Regions from separate parts of the Mus musculus genome. Here all the other regions are linked to region 4. Evidence: chromatin contacts called from public capture Hi-C and promoter capture Hi-C data. All regions are on one chromosome and are shown on one strand. Each heading gives the region's core, a stretch centred on a gene start, on an enhancer-like site or on the middle of the called end of the contact. The rest is flanking DNA. Distances are from core to core; before and after follow the strand shown. Region 1 holds the start of C1rl (complement component 1, r subcomponent-like). Region 2 holds the start of Clstn3 (calsyntenin 3). Region 3 holds the start of D830015G05Rik (a long non-coding RNA gene). Region 4 holds the start of Phc1 (polyhomeotic 1).

Region 1 (5,022 bases), core at 2,230-4,729, 2.2 Mb after region 4:
ATAAACTGAGCATAGGGTGCACACCAGTTACTACTAGGACTTAGAAAGTGGAGGCCATCCTCAGCTACATATTGGGTTTGAGGCTAACCTGGGCTATGAGAGACCTTGTGTACAAAAGAAAGTTAAAAGGCCCTAGTGGTGAAGGATAGTAAATTCAGGATGTAACAGGCTACCTCACTTCAGATATGCTCCCACAGCTCCGAGTCCACACTGACATTCCCCGCTGCCACCCATGGACAGATGTGACCACCCCACAGTGTCATCTCTGAAGCAGTGATGAAGACAGGCCAGGAACTTGGTCGCCCATCCTCAGACCACAGGGCCTGTAGTCACCAGCTACACACAGCCGCCATGCTCCCTCTCCAGTCCCAAGTCCCTGGAGGCTTCCTCCCCTTTACCCAAATGCAAACTTCGGCCTTCACATCAGGGTGGGAGTAAAGTGGACCCTCCTACTCAGGTTCGATTCCCACCATGGGGACCAGCATACACCAGCCCTGGACTTTCCGTCTCTTTCTCCTCTGTCTCCCCGTGTCTTTTTAACCAGGGGTCCTGAGTTCAATTCCCAGCAACCACATGGTGATTTACAATTATCTGTAATGGGATCTGATGCCCTCTTCTGGTGTGTCTGAAGAGAGTGACAGTGTACTCACATATATAAAATAAATAAATAAACCTTTAAAAACAAACAAACAAAATCAAAAGCTCTCCTGTCCCAGGACACTCCTCAGTCCAGTTTAAGCCAGAACAGTGTGTCCTAAATACCTGCTAGTCCCATGCAAGACAGAGCTGTGGTCCGGCTCCTGCCCAGGAGTCTACTTTTAAAGCCCTCTCTTTCTCTTCTCCAGAAGATCTCCAGGGACAGTTTGACAGAGGGTCTAGCCTGGACACTCAGATTCAGGTTTCTTCCTCTGTTAACGAATGACCAGAGCTCAGAAATAGAGTACAGATTGGCCCCTGCAGACTGTCAAGGATAAAGACCAGGCCAGCTACTGCAGGATTCCTCACCTTAGCTGAATCATTGCTGTTTCCTTTCTGACAAGTTGGTCATGGACTAAAATGACTGCTCACCCTGTGGATAAGAGTGACCTCTGGCTTCCCAGGAACTCTGGGTGACCCTAGTAGGTAGAGGAGGAAACAGGTTTCAGTGGTCCTTGGGAGCTCAGCCAGAGGGGTCCACTCCTCCCACTCCTCCCACTCCTCCCACTCCTCCCACTCCTCCCACTCCTCCCACTCCTCCCACTCCTCCCCAGGGTGTGTAGGGTCAGAACATGCCACAGCGGTAGATTGTGTCTCAAAATTGTGATTGGGAAACTGTGTATGCTCCTCAGTCTCCACTTTTCCCTCAAAGGTGTGGACCAGGGCTGCTCTCATTTTGTTGTTTTGTTAAGTTTTGTTGTGTTGTGTTTTGGTTTGGTTTGATTTTTTTTTTGAGACTCACTCTGTAGACCAGGCTGGCCTCGGACTCAAAGAGATTCACCTGCTGAAATTAAAGGTGTGCACACCACTGCCTGGCTCTCCTAATCTTTTTAAGTCTGCAGAAACCAAAGACACTGAATGCATTTGTCTTAGTTGCTGTTCCATTGCTGTGAGGAGACACCATGGCCGAAGAAACTGATAGAAGAGAGTGTTGAGTTGGGGGCTGGCTTACAGTTTCAGAGGGTTAGTCCGTTATCATCACGGAGGGGAGCATGCTGGCATGCAGACATGGGGCTGGAGAAGTACCTGAGCTCTCAAGTGCACCACAAGTGCCAGGCAGAGAGAAATCCTGACTGGGCCTGATGTGGGCTTTTGAAACCCCACAGCACACTCCCAGTGACACACCTCCTCCAACAAGGCCACAGTCTCTTCCACTATCGGGAACCATCCTCATTCAAACCATACTTTGTGTGTAATGAAACCACACGACCACATGCAAGACGGAAGAAGCAACTCGCTCTTCTCAGATTGGTGTGTGAGTCTAGAATGCAAATCCTTCTGCACACCTGCCTCCTAAGAACTAGACAAGCCATGTCTGCACGTGTTCCCTAACACACTCACCTCGTCATGTGTTCCCTAACCCTCCCACACTCACCTCTGCCTATGCTCCCTAACCTCCCCATGCTCACCTCTGCAGTGCTCCCTAACCCTCTCACACTCACCTCTGCAGTGCTCCCTAACCACCCCCATGCTCACCTCTGCATCCTTAACCTCCCCATGCTCACCTCTGCAGTGCTCCCTAACCCTCCCACACTCACCTCTGCCTGTGCTCCCTAACCACCCCCATGCTCACCTCTGCATCCTTAACCCTCCCACGCTCACCAAGCCACGGGTGTGTGTCTTCCCTTGGCAGGGGGTGCAGGGAAAAATCCTCTCACTCACGCTGTGACTCCTGATATGATTAACCTTACAGCTTGGGTTGACAGCTGAGGTGAGTCCCGAGGGATTCAGAGATTCCTGGGGATGGACCACAGCCTGCTATATGAGGAGCCTCCAGATGTTGTGGTAGGGACTCAAAATGACAAAATGCATGAACTCACCCCTTCTTTTTTTAAAAAAAGATTTATTATTTATTTTATGTATATGAGTGCACAGATGGTTGTGAGCCATCATGAGGTCGATGGGAATTGAACTCAAGACCTCTGCTCGCTCCGGCCCAAAAATGTATTTACTATTATATGTAAGTACACTGTAGCTGTCTTTAGACACACCAGAAGAGGGCGTCAGATTTCATTAAGGATGGTTGTGAGCCACCATCTGGTTGCTGGGATTTGAACTCAGGACCTCCGGAAGAGCAGTCAGTGCTCTTAACCGCTGAGCCATCTCTCCAGCCCGAACTCACTGGTTCTTGACCAAGAAGGAGAGGAAAGAAAGACTCGGGGGTTCTTGAGTCACACACTTCAAGTTCTCCAAGAGGCAGACTGCTGGGGTAAATGAGGGGGGAGGAGAGATTAGTTCATTAAAGGCAGCAGTAGAGTCATAAGAAGTGTCACACAAGCCACGATACAAACATATAGTTAATAATATTCCAGAAGAACTGGGTATGCAAGTCCTTGTGATCCCAGCCCTCTGGAGGCTAAGGCGGCAGGATTGGCATGATTTGGAGCCCAGTCTAGTCTGCAGAGTGAGTTCTAGGACAGCCTGGGCTACAAAGTGAGACCCTGTTTCAAAAATACAACCAAGATCTAGGTGTGGTGTAATTCTAATGCTAGAGAGGAGGCAGAGCCTCCACTAATAGCAAGCTGGAGGCCCAGTCCAGGTTTTGCAAGACTATCTCAGCTCCCATCCCCCTAAAAAAAAGCAAAGAGCCAAAGGTCATGTGTACATATGTGTACATGTGCACATACTCTGCTCTCTCACGTGTTTTAAAGGTCTTTCCTTTCAATTATGGTGAGAGCTATTCCTGAGTCTGTCAGCAGGTGGCAGACCTGCACCCAGAGTCTCAACTCATTTCCAGTAACTTCTGCCTTCTCCCTAAAGGGCCTCCTCTAGCCCCACCTCCTACTCCCTGGCCTGAGCCAAGCACTCTAGCCAGTTCCAGATGTCAGGGTTCAGAGGCCTGGTCCCAGAGCTGGAGAACAGCCTATGGAGTTCTCCCACCACAAGCTGCATGAGCAAGATGTGAGTTTGCACCATAGAGGGCCCTGGAGAAAGAAAGGGGCTGGGAGAAAGGAAGGGAGGAAGGCAGGACATGGGGTTACATAAGTATACACACACACACACACACACACACACACACACACACACACACACACACACACACACACGGCCGGGTGGGGGGGCAGGGAGGGGCGGAGGGTAGACAGATGACCCAGAGGGAACTAACTGAATTTGCCTGTTCAGTGCTCTGAGCCAGGAATTATTTAAATGACCCTAACTTGTACTCCAGGAGGGGGTTAGGAAAGGCTGAGGCAGGAAGCCATCTGGGTTAGACTCACAAAGGAAAAGGAGCCATAATAATGTCTTCATAGGATAGAAACCCCGCAGTCTTGGAGATCGGGCTACAGAGGAATCCAGATAGGAACCTACACAGACTCGGTTCAGGAAAGTGGTATCCAGAAGTGCCCAACACTCTGGGGCCACGGACACAACTGCTAGTCCCTAAGCCTCCGGAGCCTTTATCATCTCTGGCCACAACAGAACATACACACACAGCCTCTGGTAGAGCTGTATAACCTCACCTTGTCTTCCCTGCTCACTCACAGGTGCTGGTGGCTCCTTTGGGGAATCCTCCATACTTGCCCCACACAGGCCTCTGTGCTTTTGGCCCAGCAGTCACCACAGCAACTGACATCCCCTGGATACCCAGAGCCATATCTCAAAGGCCAGGAGAGCCACACTGACATCGAGGCTCCAGAGGGGTTTGCTGTGAGGCTGACCTTCCAGGACTTTGATCTGGAGCCATCCCCAGACTGTGAAGGCGACTCTGTCACAGTGAGCTGGACAAGGGGGTGGAGAGCTGCAGGGGCTCTGGGGAGGGAGCCTCCCATGGGCAGTGGGTGATAGCTCTGCTCTGAACCACCCATCTAGAGAAGAGATAAGGTGTCCAAGTCAGAGGATCTAGGGCCTAGCTACAGCCTGATCACTCAGTATACAGCCTCCCACCCGTCCCTGGCAACTCACCAAGGGTTCCACCAAGGCATCCGCAGGGACCCACCAAGCTCTGAGAGAAGGCGGCTGCGGGGCAGAGCCTGAGTTTTGAGAGCTTACAAAGAGACACATAAATATTGTTGCTCTACAATCTTGTCAAAGGCCCGGGATCTCACCCTCCCTAGCTAGACCTTGTTGAGTGCTTTCTCTACTGAGTTAGGAAACTGGATGTAATTAATGACAAATGTTCACCCTCAGAAGAACAAGTGAAGACCGATCAAGTTCACCTGGGATGAGAGGCCACAAAATCACAGCAAGGGCATTATTCAAAATAAGAGTTCTTTTAAATCATAGTATGTTATCTTTTGAGTTAAATTTTATTTATATCAAAGTAAGATATGCATATAATTTTTAAAAATCAGAATCTTAGCCAGATGTGGTCAGTGAGACATGTTA
Region 2 (5,299 bases), core at 974-3,473, 2.1 Mb after region 4:
GCCCTCGGAAGGTCTTGAGAAAGGACGGGAAGGATGAACTGAGAGTTAAGACTTGGGGCAAGAGTAGAGCCCAGTTTCCTGAAATCTCAGTCGTTTACCCCCTTTCTACCCCTTCTCCCACCTGCTGGATTTCAACCCTTCACCCTATACTTCTCCAGATCGGGCCCAGACTTCAGACCGCTCTCCCAGAAAAGGAGAAAGGAAAGAAGGCAATTATATAGGACAGCAGGAGGGGGCAGAGGGGAAGGGATAGAAGATAGAAATCAGCGCTGTGCCTGGACCCATCCTAAGGGATTATGGAGCTGGCCTAGAAACACAGCAAATCCCTCCCTTCCCATCCCCACACCCAAGAGAATACAATCATAACCGGTACATTCTAGGTCCTCTCGGGATCTCCACACCCCGTGCTCCCCCACAGACCTGTCTGAACCCTAATTTTGCCTATTCCACATCACACTGTCTCCTACCAGACTCCTCTCAAGGAGGGTCTCTTCCCCAGGATCAACTTCCTTCAAGCTCTCGAGATGTCATAGGGAAAACATACATCCCTAGAACCAACCTCCACCACTTGCTCCACCTAACTCCACTATGCCCCCCATCCATGTTCCCAAAGGCAGACATGGAGAGGGGAGGATAGATCATCAGAGAGAAACTGAGTCACCAGAGGGCTCTCACCCCAGTGTCTCATGATGAGCAAGAAATTTTGATTTCTGTCCATTCCCATAACCACAGCCCAACCAACATCCTGGTATCTGCAGGCCTCTCCATTTCGTGGGGATGACCACCGTAACCCTCTCCCTTAATGAAGGCCTCGAGATGGTGTATGGGAGGCCGAGCAGGAAGTGAGAAGAAGCCTGAGAGCCAGGAGGACCACCCTGAGGTAGGAGCTCCAGCCAGACATGGGAGACAGCAGACAGAAGAGCAGAGGGTACCAAGGGCCGAGCCAGGCACCCTACAACCCTGTCTTTATGCCCTTACCAAATGAGCCCTCCTTCCTACCCCTGTCTTATGTCTACCTGCTGCCCTATATCCGTTCTTCATCCCTTCTTTGCTTCCTGGCTCTTCCTTGATTTCCTCCTCCCCCACTTCTCTCCTTTCCTCCTTCTGCCTCTACCTTCCTCCTTTCTGATCCACTTCTTATTCCCACTCCTCACCTCCCCTTCCCTCCTCAGATTCCCTTCTCACCTCCTTCCTGGAGCACCCCTCCACACACACCCTTTTCTTCCCTTTTCAGACTTTCTCTGTCCCCTCTACCTACCTGAACCCTCGGCCCCTGGCCCCAACCTCCCCTTCCCTCTGACAGTCTCACCCAGTTGAATTTATCTGCTCTCTGCCAGAGAGGGCAGCTGTGGTAACCCACAACCCAGCGGATGCAGGCAGAAGGGTATGGATGCAGAGAGACACGAAAATACATACGTGCTCGGAATTACTGAGCTGCGGTACACAGTTTCTCCCCAGGAAGGGATGAAGACAGCCAGATGGATCTGCCACACACCCTTAGTATGCATGAACACCCAGTGAAACGGAACCTGAGGGAATGTCACCCTCGGGGAGCAAGTCCCTTTGAGACAGGAGGTATCTACCAGCATGGAAGGGTTGGGGGAGGGGGCAGAGAGACCCCAGGTGGGAACAGATATACAAGCAGGATGTTAGGCAAGCACATGTAGAGATGGACCAGCGAGGAGGAGCTGGCCCTTGGAAGTGAGAGCCAGTCTGAAAAAAGGATGGAAAGGGGGTGGTGAGAAAGGAAAGGACACCTGTCTCGGACACCAGAGAGCCTGAACATCCCCTTCCCTCCTTACCCCCATATTGCTCAGCCTGACGCCCCAGTTCAGAGGCTCCCATCCCCGTCTATCTCACCTTTGTTGCCAGAGCTGATTTGAAGCAGAGAGGCCAGCAAAAGGGACACCAGCAGGAGGGTCATGGTGCGGTGCTAAGCACGCCAGGCCAGGCGTTCCTATCCCCTGGGAGCCTCAAGCCTGCTAATGCCACCTTGGGGGAGAAATGCAGAGACTACGAGGGAAGGGCAGGGGGACAAGATCGGAAAGGAGCCTGCCGACCACTCTAGTCCATATAGCAGATGTGTTCAGACCCGCTGGGTGGCTGAGATGGGGGACTTGCAGTAGCTTCTCTCTTCAGTCTCCAGCCCAGCGTCCTCACTCTCGCTTGCTCTCTCTATCTCTCTCTCACTCCCACCCCATCCCCGCTACTGCAGGATGACGTCAGCACAGCCAGGCAAGGATTGATGGGGCCGCTGGCCAATTAGAAGACTGAGGGCACCAGGTGCTGCAAGGGGGGGTAGGGAACCAATGCGACTGGGGAGCAGGGGCGGGAGAATGTGTTAGGGCTTTTTCCCCTGGCTGCAGTTTGGGGGAGCAGAGGAACTGCGGGGGCTAGAGAGGAAGCAGGAAAGCCATGGAGTGGGTAGAAGATACGAAGGATATCAGAAGACCTAGCCGAAAGGCAGGAGGTAGGGTGAGACAGAGACGTCAAGAGCCTTGGGGGTGGCCAAGAGAGGCAGTATCCACGTCACCCACCCCCAATTCTGCATTAACCTCTTTCCACAGCCCATTCCATTAGCTAGTCCCTGCTGCGTGCTTTCTGGAAACCTGGAGGCAAAACCTCGAGTAGGAAATTCTAGCATTTCAGTTCCAACTCAGGGCCCTGTGGGCGACAGCGGAGGGCCAGAAAAACCTAACGGACAGATAGACAGACAAAAAAAAAAAAAAACAACAACAACAACAAAAAAAAAAACCTATGACAAGAGCCCTAGGTGAGGAAGAGGAAGGACTCCCGGCAGCCCTTTCCACACACGCTCCTGGAAGGGCAGTTCATCTGCATCTGAGATCGTCTTTTCTTACTGCTTACAGTCCCTGATTTCCCCACCTTAAACTGTGATCGAGCTGCCCCACATCATTGGTCAGTTTGGGAGGCAAGTGGGCAGCTGCAGACATGGTACACAATGATTTCAATATCCTCCAAGCCGTTAGGATGTGCCTTGGCTGAGGGCTGATGGTATCCAGGACTCGGAACTGAGAGGGAAACCCTGGGTCCCAAATCAAAGAGTATAAAATCTTCAGCCTTCCCTTGAACTCATCCCTCACTGATGGTCATTTCCTCTGCCTCCCCAAACATGCCCCAGAAGACCAAGAACACCCGTTTAAGAACCATATTCAGCCAATGGTAAGGGGGCAGGGGAAGAGCTGTGAAGGCCTAGAGTCCAGGCCTTTAGTACTGTGGCTCCTGTCTCCTGTGGCGGTCCTCACTCCCAACTCACACCTCTGAATGCCCCCTCCCTCCCCTTCCTCTCAGTCTAAGAATAAAGCCAGAACTCACAGCTGCTCCACACACTGCCTGCCACAGCAGCCTCCAGTGGAAGCCCGTCCCTCGGGGTTCCCAAACCTGACCGAAATGACTCGGAGGCCAAGACTGACACTCAGAAAGCTCAAGTTCTGAATGACAGACAGCTCTAAGGTCATTCCACAGAAAAAGCTGAAGCCAGGAATGACTTTGTTAAGTCTCAGTCGCTCCAGGGCTACACACAGCAGACCAGAGCCCATCACTGCAGCGGGGCAGAGTGGGGCTGCATCTCTTTATATATATATATATATATATATTCTAAATAATTTATTTTAAAAATGTATTCAAGGCCTTATAATCTTGGAATTTCTTGGGGTTTTAGGCTTTAGACTTTTTTTTTTCAATTTTTTTTATTAGGTATTTTCCTCATTTACATTTTCAATGCTATCCCAAAGGTCCCCCATACCCACTCCCCAATCCCCTACCCACCCACTCCCCCTTTTTGGCCCTGGCGTTCCCCTGTACTGGGGCATATAAAGTTTGCAAGTCCAATGGGCCTCTCTTTGCAGTGATGGCCGACTAGGCCATCTTTTGATACATATGCAGCTAAAGACAAGAGCTCCTGGGTACTGGTTAGTTCATATTGTTGTTCCACCTATAGGGTTGCAGTTCCCTTTAGCTCCTTGGGTAATTTCTCTAGCTCCTCCATTAGGGGCCGTGTGACCCATGAAGCTGCATCTCTTACTGCAGCAAGGAACCAGCCCTACTAAAGCCCTGGTTAGCTGGGTCTTCCCACACTGTGTGTGGGGACTGACTTGAAGTCTGTGAGCCTCCTTTTCCAGACAGCCCCCTTGACTCCCCAGTCTACTCCTGTCTACACTGGGAACAATGTCTCCCTCCCAACCTGTCCCAAAAGAACTTGGAACACTACCTAGATGTCCTAAGTAAGAACTTCACCCTTCCAGACCCTTCCTCCCACTCTCTTCCTCTTCCAGGTCCCACTGAGAAGCCATGTTGGAGTGGGACAACATTGGAACCTGTTGGCTTAGCATGCATTTCCCTGCCTCTCACTCACAGTCTTGACAGAGCTATGGCAGGCAGGAAGCAACTGGCTGGACATGAGAGCCCTTACTAAGTCTCGGGCCCCACAGACATCAGTGGTCCAAGAAAGGTAGTGTTGCTAGGGCTCGGGGGAGACAAGGAGATCAGCCACCAGTAGAACCGCATAGTGATGAAGATTCCCAGCACCTTCTGGAACTACTTTATGGAACCCAAGGTGGGAGCAGAGTTTGAGGAGGGTCTAAGTTTTGTGGATGGGTGACAGTGCTGGGTCCCTTTCCCCTGCATTGACAGGGCACAGGGCAGATGAGCCAGAACAGTGACTCCTCCAGCCCAAGCCAAGGACAATGACCACCAAAGCAGGACATACATGGTGGTCCCAAATAACAAACCATAATACGTCTCTGGGACCAACAAACTCTTATGCTCCCCAACTCCTTCCTACTTCTTCCTTACCCATTCTATGTCTTTAATAGAATAATTTATTTAGTTTGTCTTCTCTTAAATATTTTTATGTGGATGAATGTTGTCCTGCATGGATCTATGCCCCACTGGGTCCCCTGGAACTGGAGTTGCAGACAGTCATGGGCTACCACGTAGGTGCTGGGGATTGAACACACGTCCTTTGGAAGAGCAGAAAGTGCACTTAACTGCTGAGCCATCTCCCCAGTCTCTTCCTTGCCCCTTTGCATCATCAGTCACAGGAATACAAAGTACAGGCCAATGAGCCCACATGTGTTCATCCTGAAGCCTGTGGCACTGGGTTTGCCTGAGTCTCTCTCACTTTGTCTCCTCGGTCGCATCTCCCCACACTTTTCCTGCTTCTCCTTTGCAGACAGAGTCCCCTGCTAATTAACCCTGACACCAGGGCCCCCACAGGACTTGGTTCCTGGCTTTCTTTCTCTTGCCTGTACAGTGTGAGCTAAGTCAACTGCTCCCA
Region 3 (5,688 bases), core at 1,410-3,909, 2.1 Mb after region 4:
CTGAAGTCTCTTACGTGAAATGATATATTTACATATAACCCACAAAAATCCTCCCATTATTCTGACATCTCTAGATGACTTATAATACCCTATATAATGTAAATGTTACATATATAGCAATTATATCAATTAGGAAATAGTGAATACACACACACACACACACACACACACACACACACACACACATGGCCAGGCATAGTGGTTCATACTTGTAGTCCCAACATTCAGGAGGCGAGGGCAGGAAGATCTCAGTTACACTGGAATTTGGAGGACAGTCTGGACTACAGAGATCCTGTCTAAAAACTCAAAGAGCATGTATACGTTTAGTGCAGACATACATTTTCCATTTTCTATCCACAGTTTGTTCAATCTACAAATGAAAAGCCAATATATATACAGGCAGCCTAGCCAGACTTCAGGGTTCTGAACTCCACAATCAATTTTCTCAGACCCCAGTCCTACTCAAGATGGTTGAATTGCCAGAGTCCTAGGTGCCGAGATGAATACTGCTCTCTTCCTGGGCTACCCATCCAATCTCTAGCTCCTCTCCACTAGACTTAAGCAGTCAAGTTACTGATAAAGAGGCAGATCTAATCTCTCATTCATATTCTCTCTCTCCCTCTCCACCCCCTCTCTTTTTTTTCCAACCAAACCCACTTTTCTCTTTATTATGTTTTGATTACCTACAATTGTTATAAGAAGTCACATTTAACATCCTACAGAAATGAATCAAGAAACTAGAAAAGTCATTAGTAGCGAAAATCACCTTCCATCCCAAGAGGAATCAGGACGCCCAGCAACACAGGACATGTAAATGCTCCCTAACAACTACTACAGATGTCCCCACAAGCCTCACCTGTAACTTCGGCGATGAATTCTTGGGACCAGTCGGTCTCATTATAATCTTGAGCTACATCCACAGCATCTCCAGCTGCAAGAAACTCCTGGGCCCAATTCTCAGACAAGGCCAAATCTGCCACACCAGGGGCTTAAAAGAGACAAGAGAAGACTAAGAAAAAAAGAAAACAGGTTCCTTCACACTCACTCATGGGCAACACCTCCTTTTTCTCCTCAGCATCTCAGTCCCCCGATGCCAGCAAAACCCAAGGATGGAAGCCCTCTGGCCTCTTCCCGTCTTACCAGGCCCTGAACCCACCTCTCTGAGGAGCCTGGCGAAAGTTTGACTGTTCAATCTCCTGCATCTCTGCCAGGAGGTCATCCATCTTGAAGGTCTGAGGGGCTCGGGATACAAGAGTTGCATTCTGGTCCTGCAGGAATTCTGACACCAACTATTACAGAGAGATGGTCGGATGAACATTAGGATCAGAGGGCCTCAGCCAGAGGCAGGGCCCACTGATGTTGGACAGAGAAACGAAAACTGGAGATAAATAAAGAAAAAAAAAAATCTATCTGTAAATTTGGAAACCAGAAAAATACCCCAAAAAGTAGACGAAAACATTGGCAGGCAATCTCATTTGGTAAAGAGAGTTCAAAGACTGAAGTATGAGTGGACTGATTTAAAAAAAAAAAAAAATCACCACAACCCCCCCCCCCAAAAAAAAAAAAAGACAGAAAAGAAACTTGCTCTGTTTACCTCGTCTTCAGTTCCTACTCCCAAAGGCTTGGAAACCTAAGATAAGAAGGAAAGAGACAATAGCAGGCTACAACCCAACTCTAACTCTACTGCTTAGGTGGCCTGAGGCAAGTCAAGAGCCTTCACAAAGCCTCAGCTTCTTTGTCTATAAAATAGTAGTCCTTGTCTGTGTAAAGCCGCACAAGGCTCACTCCAGTGTTACTGAATGGTGACTGCTATTACTTTAACACAGAGAAAGCAGCTGTCAGGTGGAAGAAATAGGCTCTCCTAGAACACTCACGGTCTCTGCTGCTGAGGCTCCCGGAGGCCAGGGGCCAGGCCTCAGTCCCTCCTGCCGAAGGGCCTTGTCCTGGGTGAAATGGGTGGCCAGCTTCATCAGCGGGTTGGCACCCCCACATTCGCCCTCCACCAGCTCCCGCATTGCCATGGTGACCAGCAGCTTCCCTGATGGACAGAAGATTAGAACTGTGGTCGGGAAGCCAGACTTTCCCAACGCACGCCTCAGGCCCTATCTAGAGCAGATGGGCCCACGACGGCTCCACAAGGGCCAGGCCCCCGGGGCCACCCCCCGAGGTGTGTCTGGAGTCCAAGAGGAGGCTGTGTCCTGCCTTCCCACTCGAAACGCTGCTTTCGGCTCGGGCTTCCCCTCCAGCGGACGGCAGCTCAGACACCACCCGCCAACAGCAGCTCTACAAAAGGGCCTGGACCCCTGGGGAGCACGGGGAGCGCATCATAAACACGGCTAGACCCGAACTCTAACCTGACGAGGGACAGCGGGGACGCCTTCCACCGTACACCGGGACCCACACCCCCGGTCAGGCGCCAGCTGCGGGTCCCGATCCCAGCTCGTGTCACCTGAGCCCCCTCCCCGGCCGCGCCCGTCCCCGCCCAGCGCCCCGCGCCCCCAGCCCCGTCGCCCCAGCCTCGACCCCGTCCCACGAGGCCACCGCAGCGGCGGGGACTTACGGGCCTCGACCCCGCGCCCCCAGGCTCCAATGCTCGCCGTCGCGGGCCGCACCGTCCGACCGGCCGAGGCACCCGGAGTGGGCTGGGGGAAGGGAGGGGGCGGGAGCAAGGGGGCGGGACTCGGCCTTAAAGGGGCCGGGACGGCGGCGCTGCGGCCCAGCTCAACGGAAACGGGTAAAGGGGCGGGGCCTCAAGCTTGCGCAGCGTGATGGGCGGAGCCGAGATCCTTAAAGGAGACAGTCCTGGACAGTTGGATTGGGGAAACCTGCAGTAGTCCCTAGAACGCCAGGATTTATTAGTGGAAAACTCAGAGGACTGGAGCTAGAAGAGGCCTCTCTGGCTTTGGAGAAAAACCAAGGTTTCAGGTTCCACGGTTCAGCTCTCTTTCCTGGTTCTCCTGCACCTCTAAATCGCCCAAACTGAGCCCGGGAGATTTCGGAGGTCAAATCTATGACCTGCTTCGGCCTCCTAGGCCTGACCCCCCTTCCAACAGACGCTCCTTCAGGACAGCGTCACAGCCTCCAAGGAGACAGGGGCCTGCCTCTACCATCTCTGCGTAATGAAGAAAATAGCTCCGGATGATGACAAATTCTGGTGACTAAAATAGGGTCCAACGCATTTTGAGACCTCAATCCTGTAATGGATGGGGAGAGTGCTGTGAGTCACTCCTCTCTCCTCTTTCCTACTGGTCAAGGTCACGATGGCCTGATTCCCTGCAGCTCCAAGTTGGGGAAACGTGGCAAGGAATACCTTTGATCAGGGAATATGAACCTAAGCCTCAGGCTCCACCATCTGCCAGAGAAATGGCTCGGGTGCCAGACCTCAAGGTCACACTGGAAAGCAAACCTTGATAGCTCACCTAGGTCCAAGACCGACGGACTCCTTGACGTCCTGAGAAGGGGAGGGGTTCAGAGTGCTGGTAGGTGGGCTAGGAGGAAACTGGTTCTAGAAAGGCCTGACGTACGTCCCAACCCGGGGTGCGGGAGAAGCAGGTAGTCTGTAGGTGGCGCCCTGGGGCAGGCTTGGTTCTTTGCTGCCCTGATGATTTCAAAGGTAGCCTTCCTCAGGGAACACAGGCAGTGTAAATTCGTCCCTGGGAAAATAGAAATTGCCCTTATAACTGCAGTGGTTGAACAAGGCAGAATATTGTGCAATGTTTCTGTCTTTAGTACACTGTCAGTATCTTTCAGAGGCCCTAACACACACACATACACCCATTCTCCTTGACCACAAATTTCATCCCTGTCCACTGTTTCCAGGCTGCCATTGTAAAGAAAAAAACACCTAGCAACGAATAAACTAAACCACACCAAGGAGGAAAGGATGCCATCTTGGAAGATGAATATGTTAAAACAGGAGAATCTCTGGAGAAAGCAGTGTTTAAGGAAAGCATATGATGGTTTGAATTTCTGGTCATGGGGAAATGGGAGAGCATCTCCCAGAAGCATTCAAAACGCATCACACACATAACCTCCTACTCTGCTAGGAGGTTAGTAACTGATTAGCAGGAATTTACCATGCCAAGATCTTGGGAGAATAATTGAGATAATAACCGATGCTTATGAAATGCATGTTAACCCCCAGGTGTTGCCTTAAGCACTTGGTGAGCATTAGCACTTTTAATCATAATCTTCATAATACTCCTATGAGAAAGCTATTACTAACCTCCTTTTACAAATAAGACTTGCACAAAAATCAAATAGCTAGGAAGTCAGAATCGATGCAAGCAGTTGGCAGCGTGGCTCAGTGGTAGAGGTGTTTATACACAGGCCTAAGGGCCTGAATTTAATCCCTTGGGCCCACAAAGTAGCAGAAAAGTTATTTCCCCTGAGAGTTGTGTACACACACACACCACACATACATCGTATACCGCACACAAATTTAAACAGTGCAAGCACCAGACACCTACAGCCCTGCATCCCAGACTTGGAGAAGTCTTCCTTGTAGACCTTAAAGACCTTTGATATAAGCCAAAGACTTCTTCACAATGCCTGGCCCACAGTCCCAGGGGAAAGGCTAAATTAAGTTATGTGGGTGCTTAATATTTATAATTAGCTCATTAAAGTTTTAAATATGAAACCATATCTTCTTCATCTAAGTTCAAAGTTAAAATCATATTTTACCCATAAAATAAGAAGTTATAAAATAAAGGTAAACATTCCTTAATATTTAGCCAATTCAAGAGGAATAGGCTGAAATCCTCTAATTTTCAGACCCAAGTTACATCACCACAGGCTTGATTTAAACATTTTTCAAATACTGACTTATATGATCCACTTCATAACTATTAATGTCAAGGCATCCCTGTTTAACAGGCGAGGGAACCGAGACAAAAACTGTTGGATCTTGCCTGGGACTGTGATATGGGTTTTAAAAGCTGGGACTTGCATCTAGGCCATTAGCATCAAGCTTTGTAAAGAGCCAATCAATGAACACGTTTGGATCTACACTGTCTGTCCCTGCTTCTCTGTCATTTCACAATAGGGCCATAGAACAAGCATGGCGGTATTCCAGTCAAAGTTCTTGTGAGCAATGAAGATACTGCTTCATTTAACTTCCACGATAAACCATTCTTATAACTTTATTTCAATTGCTTTAAGGGGGGGGACCCCACATGCCCAGCTTTTAGACTGTACGAAAACAGGGCACAGGCTCCGTCGTGCTTTGCTGGCCTCTGACCTAGATAGCCCAGTTCCTGGATCTTATTTTTCACTGTGTAACCAGACTCAAGCTTGCTGCAATTCCCAAGCCTCCACATCCTGTATGCTAGGATCGTGGACATGAGCTGCTGTGCCTGGCTTCAATGGAGAGGGGCATTATGGTGGTTCTCATGTAGCCCAGGCAGGCCTTGAATTCCCGGTCCTAGTTCTCCCTTCTGAGTGCTGGTATTACACACGTGTGACACCACACCCCTTGCTGAGATGAGCTCTGTCCCTGCCGGGATCCCTAGGCTGATTTCCTGACCAATAATGAAATCCACTTCTAGCTTATAACTTAACCAATTTTGTCAATTCTGTGTTCTTTAAGTGCAATTTACATTTACACAATTTCACTTGAACAAACAAATTTCTTTGTACGTTTTCAAGTCCACATTCTTTTCTCTTGGAGGGGGATGCTTTAGTTTGTTC
Region 4 (5,269 bases), core at 924-3,423:
TATCACAGCCCCCATTTTATAATAGAGGGAACAAGGATCTTCTGTGTATCGAGTCTTTACACTACTTTGTCTCTTCCCAGAACAAAAAAAGCAAACAACAACAATCTGTCATCAAAGCAGTGTCTGTCACTCGGTGTGAGCATTTCCTATCCTCATTTCACGGAGGAGAGTCCTGAGACACTGACGAGGTAGACAGAGTGGACAGGTCATGGAAGTGGATAAATGTTGGGGACACAGAGCTAGACTACTGCCCAAATATCCAAAGTAGCTGACTGGCTGCTCGCCAAGCTCCTAATTAAAGCCTCGGGGCTGTTACTTCTCCTTATATAACTCCAGTGTCCCTATTAGCAAATAAGGCAACAAAGTGAACAGGTTACATACTCCCAAGTAAGTAGCATTCTAACTGAGACGAGTAAAATTCAACTTTACTAAAGTGTAAGAATTTACCCTCTGGCAGCTACATTAAAACCAGCAAAAAATAAATTAAAAGAAAAATACATATCAAAAAAAGGAAAAGAAACAAGAGAAGCAAGCAGAAACACTCTTCTAAAGCGGCTGAAAATGACATCATTTTACTCCTTAGTTTTCATTCTTTCGTTAAACTTACACTGTGTATTCTTTATTTTTGATACACTGAGGTACTAGAACTATCAGGTCTCCCAAGTACTATTTGGCTTGGGAATATAAAAGTCCGACCATAATTTCTGCTAGGGGCTATCTCTAGTTTCATTAGATGAATGGATTTATCTCAGGAATTAATCCCAAACAAGTAAACAAAAGTCAAAAGTCTCAACCTTGGCCCCTGAAGTGGAGTTTTCTCTGGATTCTCTTCCCAGCATCTCTACATCACTTAACTCTGGGACCGAACAAATGCCACTCCACACACGGATAAAATGAAAGAGGTACAGAGAGGGTATTCTATCAACTTCAGTCTACCTTTCTCCCCACATCTTTTGCCAAAATATCAAAGCACTAAACAGATACAGACCCATGAATCCTCAATATCAGCATGTGAAGGAAAAAAAGTGGGTAAGGATTAGAGGCAGCATGGCACAGTTGTACAGATTACTGGAGTTATCTCACTGCACTCAGAGACGTAAGACCCTGTTACTTGCAATAGAGCCTTATATAAAACACGTTCATCAATTCGATGACCCCCTCATTTCCCCCAGATAATGAAACAGAGAGGGCCAATTTTAAAGTCTTTTCACCAGGGAAACTGCCATCAAAAACCTCGCAGGCACACAAATCTATCTTAAAATCCTCATTTTTCAATGAATGTTGTGAGTTCCAGATTCAGTATAGAAAGTGAAGAGAGCACACCGTTTAGGTGGCAAACTCAATCAAAAATTAAAACTAAGAGTCAAAGGCCACCCTAAACGTTCCCACCTTTTGGGTGTGGGTGTGTTTAAGGACTCAACTGGGGAAGACGCACACCGATGGGAAGGAACTAGAAATTAATATTGAGGTAGACATACTACTGGGCCTATTGGGTCAGGTGTTGGAAGAAGTCAATACCCTTGAGTATAAAACTCTGTTGCAGTAAGAATGGAGTGAGAAGCAAGGGTTGAGGGGCGCCTCGGAAAGACTCCCAGGGGTTCTTGTTCTTCACAGAAGCGTGATTAAAAAAAAAAAAATGCATTTCCAAAGAGAAATCAAACACACCAGGAGAAAGGGGTGGATACAGTGCTGTGCCCGAAGCGAGCGGACTTGGTAAGCAGGGAAATGTATATTCTAATAGTAGGGAGCCAAGCAGGGGAGGCACAGAAGTCGAGGAACTGGGAGATCGGGGAGCCCGGCGGAGCGCGAGAAGCAGGGAGATAACCAGACAGCATGCTCGGATGGAAGGACCAAAGTCGGGGAAGGGAGAAATGAATGAGAAGCGGTCAGAGGCAACGAGGTGACGGACAGACAGCACCGAGCACAGCGAGCGCAAAGCACGAAGACCGGGACGCGCAGCACCCAAGCACCGCAAAGCGCAGCAGAGCGGGAGGCAGGAGCGCGGCTGGGGGAGGTACCTGGGCGTTGCACACGCCGAGGTGGCTGAGGAAACATCCCCGCGCCGCCGAGACCCCGGGATGCGGCCCCTCCCCGGCCCGCGGCCGCCCGGTTACCTTCGCGCCCGGCTCCGCACCCGAGTCCTCGCGGGGGGCGTCCACCTCAGGGGCGGGGGAGGGGGGGGGGGTCGCTCGGCCTCGGCGGCGGCGCGCCGCCTCCTCCCCTTCCTGGAGGGGCGGGGGCCCAGGCGCGGTGGGAGGTGCCCGGCGCGGCCGCCGCTCCCCGCCCCTCCCGCCGTCCGGGTGCTGGCCGCGCCGCGGCTCCGCCAGGCCGGGGGCTCGCGCGGGCCTGTCACTTCCTGCCCCGCCGCGAGGGTGGGGGGCCGAGGCCGGGGGGCCGCGGGCCGGCGGGGAGGGGGCTGCGGGGAGGTGCTTCCGGGGCAGCCGACCCCTCCTCCGGCCCGCCCCCTCCCCGCGCCCGCCCTCGCGCGCGTCCCTCGCTTCCTGTCGGCGCCCGTTGCCATGGCGACGCTGCTCCCCGGCCTCCGCGCTCTAGGCCCGAGTGGGGTTTTTTTTGTTTGTTTTTCTTTTTCTTTTCTCCCCCTGGCTCTGGCTCTCTTTCTCCTCCTTTCTTCCCCCCTTCTCTCTCTTCGAATTCCGCTCGCCGTCTGAAAGCAGACGTCTAAGAAAGCGCTGGCCTCTAGAGGGGGACTCACCTCGGAGAAGAGAGGGAGATGGGGAGAGGGGAGGGAAGTGACGTGAAAGGGGGGGAAAAAAAGAAGGTATTTTCTGCAGCTTCTGGGAATAGGGGCTCGAAAGAAAGGATCAAAGGGACCAGCAGGCACAGAGGGAGGAAGCGGAGCAAAGACCCTTGAGAAACGACGGCCTGTGAAAGGAAATAGAGCAAAGGGAAGGGAAGAGGAGAAAAGAAAAACTTTGAGATAGAGGGAACGGCGAGAGAATGCTGAGTGTTTAATCCCTCGCCCCAACTCCAAGAAGGCGGGAAACAACGCCGCACAGAAACTGAACCCGTTAGAAGCAGCAGTTCATTAAAAAGCAGGAACCTGAAGCAACTTGCTTTGAATAATACTTAAGTCTGTGACGTCAGGGTTGATTGTGTGCTTCGGAATCTCTTTAAGTCACACGCACACGTGAAAGAATCACAACGCCCAAAACAATGGAAAAGGCGGGGTGTAAAGAGATGAACAATGGTGCTGCCTTTGGGAAGGCTGAGCATATGGTGGGGGAGGCCCGTTTTATTTGCAACACAAATTTAACAGGATTTAATTATTCTCAGTCTCTCAGAGCTCTTAGAACACCTACTGTGTGCTGGCCACTCTTGGAAGCTTTTTTTTTTTTTAAACCAGAGCATTGTTAGCAAAGACAGCTGCTCTCCTTAACCTTTTACCTGCCGTAGGGTGTTACCTTGTGATAATAGCTGGGATTTGTATCTTTTGCTAACCTCAGCCATAATTAGTTGTTTTCTTGAGCCCACTCTAGATTGAAAACCCAGGTGTAATTAATTTGTATTTAAGGGGGGGGGGGGGGGGAGAGGCATTCTCATTATAAATTGATGCATTTGTGTTTGTTTCAACTCCCTCTCTTAATTGGTATAGCCAGATCTCCGTAAAGTAAGATCTTTAGGAGGCTTCTAGGAACCTGTTAAACGGGTATGCAAATCCCAAAGGGCAGCCAAAGGACTGGAGAGGCAGGAACATGGGTGTGGAGAGGTGAAAGGGTTTGCTGCCGAGCCAAGGATGATAGGTGTTGGCTGGGGATGAATGGGAACATTCTGGCAAGGAGATCTGGTGGTTAAAAAACAGGTGGAGCAGGACCCACTTCATTCAAACCTAGAACTTTGGCAGGTCAAGGTTAAAGCTTCCTTGCGGAGACTTACAAATGGCGTTTTGAGCCTCAACAGTATTCAATATCAAAGAACAACCTAAAGATGACTTTCAGATTTATATACCCTGCCAGGATAAGAAACAGGGCTTCTATAGGAAAACTCAACATCAATGAATCTGGATATGATCTGTAATATATAAACCCAGAAGAAAGCATCCAGATGCCAGTGCTTATGTCCTTATTTCCCCAACCTATAGGGTGTGTATAGATTATCAAGGCCCTTTCCCATTGTGCTCCACCCCTTAACAATGAAGAACTGCTAATAGAGCTACATTCCACCTCAAGTTTTTTGGTTTCTTTCTTTCTTTCAATCCAGTACCATTGGTTTCGTCATCTACTGGATGACAAAAGGGGATTGAAAAGTGGCCGAATAATTTCAGCTTCTATCTGACATTAGCCTAGGAATAACCCATTGCAGCACAAGCTATGTTGATCATGGGCCAAGAGTTCAATTTTCTTTTCTTTTTTTTTTAGAGTTCAATTTTCATGTAAAGATCTCCAAAGCTTACTGGGTCATAGGTCTAACTAATTTCCACCAAAATAAATTTAACTTAGTTATATATGTGTGTGTGTATATATATACATATATATATATATATATGTATATATATATATATATGTATATATATATATAATCAACAGCAAATTAAATTTACAGGAAAGCCTCCATCCACAAGAAAATCATTTCCATACCGAGTAACCTAGTTCACCTCCACCTAAACAAAGAGAAACAATTTTGTTCCCAGATGGATCTTAAGCTGTCCCCCCCTTCCCCCTCCCTCCCTCTCTTCCACCTTCCTCCCTGCTTCCCCCTCTTTGTTAAACTTTCTCATTTTCATTTAATGACTCTTCTGGAATTAGTCTTTTCTCTTTCAAAACAAATGGTTCAATTGAGTGCATGCAAGGTAACTTTGCTCTGCGTGACACTGAAGGTCATTAGCCTAAGCAGGTGTAAAGGAAATGCATTCGACCTGTTTTGCACAGAGCTGAGCCCTCCTGCTACGTCTAGAAGCGCTGGGATTTGGAAGGGGACTTGGCTGCAACTAAAACAAACAGAAGGTAAGGGAATGGAATCCCGGCCATGCACTGAGCACAGAGCAGGGTTCTTCAAGCTGACCTGTGAAGAGATAGCTCTTACTTTACAAGGGAAGCCTTCGACTGTAAATGAAGTGAAAAATGAGGAGCACATTTTTATGCAAATATGGGAAGAATGTCTTCGGGAAACAAGGCAGTGACCTCCTATATTCTAAACTACACCACCCCACCCACCTTCCACATCCCACCCCATCTTGTGGCAGTTCTTAAGGTCTAGCTGGAAGAGAGGACGATGAGCATTAAGAGCATTTTGAGACTCCAATTTTTTTTAG

What was found. Promoter capture Hi-C pulls out the DNA fragments that hold promoters and counts their contacts. Capture Hi-C pulls out chosen DNA fragments and counts their contacts.
Region 1: a contact with region 4 is called in a promoter capture Hi-C map of neutrophils, with 5 times the contacts expected there. The contact joins the promoter of C1rl here to the promoter of Phc1 in region 4. A contact is called at or near these places in 5 of 39 promoter capture datasets (the 3T3-L1 cell line, hippocampal neurons, neutrophils and 2 more) and 2 of 115 datasets of contacts at active chromatin or transcription factors (embryonic stem cells and stem cell-derived neural progenitor cells).
Region 2: a contact with region 4 is called in a capture Hi-C map of embryonic stem cells, with 7 times the contacts expected there. The contact joins the promoter of Clstn3 here to the promoter of Phc1 in region 4. A contact is called at or near these places in 3 of 39 promoter capture datasets (cranial neural crest, embryonic stem cells and hippocampal neurons), 4 of 115 datasets of contacts at active chromatin or transcription factors (astrocytes and embryonic stem cells) and 1 of 9 other capture datasets (embryonic stem cells).
Region 3: a promoter capture Hi-C map of pre-B cells shows a contact between it and region 4, with 10 times the contacts expected there. The contact joins the promoter of D830015G05Rik here to the promoter of Phc1 in region 4. A contact is called at or near these places in 12 of 39 promoter capture datasets (the 3T3-L1 cell line, the C10 cell line, cranial neural crest and 8 more), 1 of 484 Hi-C or Micro-C datasets (pre-B cells) and 2 of 115 datasets of contacts at active chromatin or transcription factors (astrocytes and embryonic forebrain).

The regions. Positions count from the first base shown.
Region 1 is chr6:124,489,634-124,494,655 of GRCm38.p6, forward strand. C1rl (complement component 1, r subcomponent-like) reads left to right here and starts at 3,480. Exons shown (of 6, transcript NM_181344.5): 1 at 3,480-3,597; 2 at 4,182-4,410. The coding sequence starts at 3,518. It overlaps Gm44096 (a long non-coding RNA gene), which reads right to left and starts at 4,769. Exons shown (of 3, transcript XR_003956364.1): 1 at 4,600-4,769; 2 at 4,158-4,502; 3 at 2,520-2,897.
Region 2 is chr6:124,462,561-124,467,859 of GRCm38.p6, forward strand. It overlaps Clstn3 (calsyntenin 3), which reads right to left and starts at 2,224. Exons shown (of 18, transcript NM_153508.4): 1 at 1,861-2,224. The coding sequence starts at 1,924.
Region 3 is chr6:124,412,413-124,418,100 of GRCm38.p6, forward strand. D830015G05Rik (a long non-coding RNA gene) reads left to right here and starts at 2,660. Exons shown (of 4, transcript XR_378022.4): 1 at 2,660-3,479. It overlaps Pex5 (peroxisomal biogenesis factor 5), which reads right to left and starts at 2,655. Exons shown (of 16, transcript NM_001277805.1): 1 at 2,561-2,655; 2 at 1,875-2,038; 3 at 1,595-1,630; 4 at 1,157-1,289; 5 at 857-988. The coding sequence starts at 2,021.
Region 4 is chr6:122,337,484-122,342,752 of GRCm38.p6, forward strand. It overlaps Phc1 (polyhomeotic 1), which reads right to left and starts at 2,174. Exons shown (of 16, transcript NM_001355215.1): 1 at 2,115-2,174; 2 at 989-997. The coding sequence starts at 992.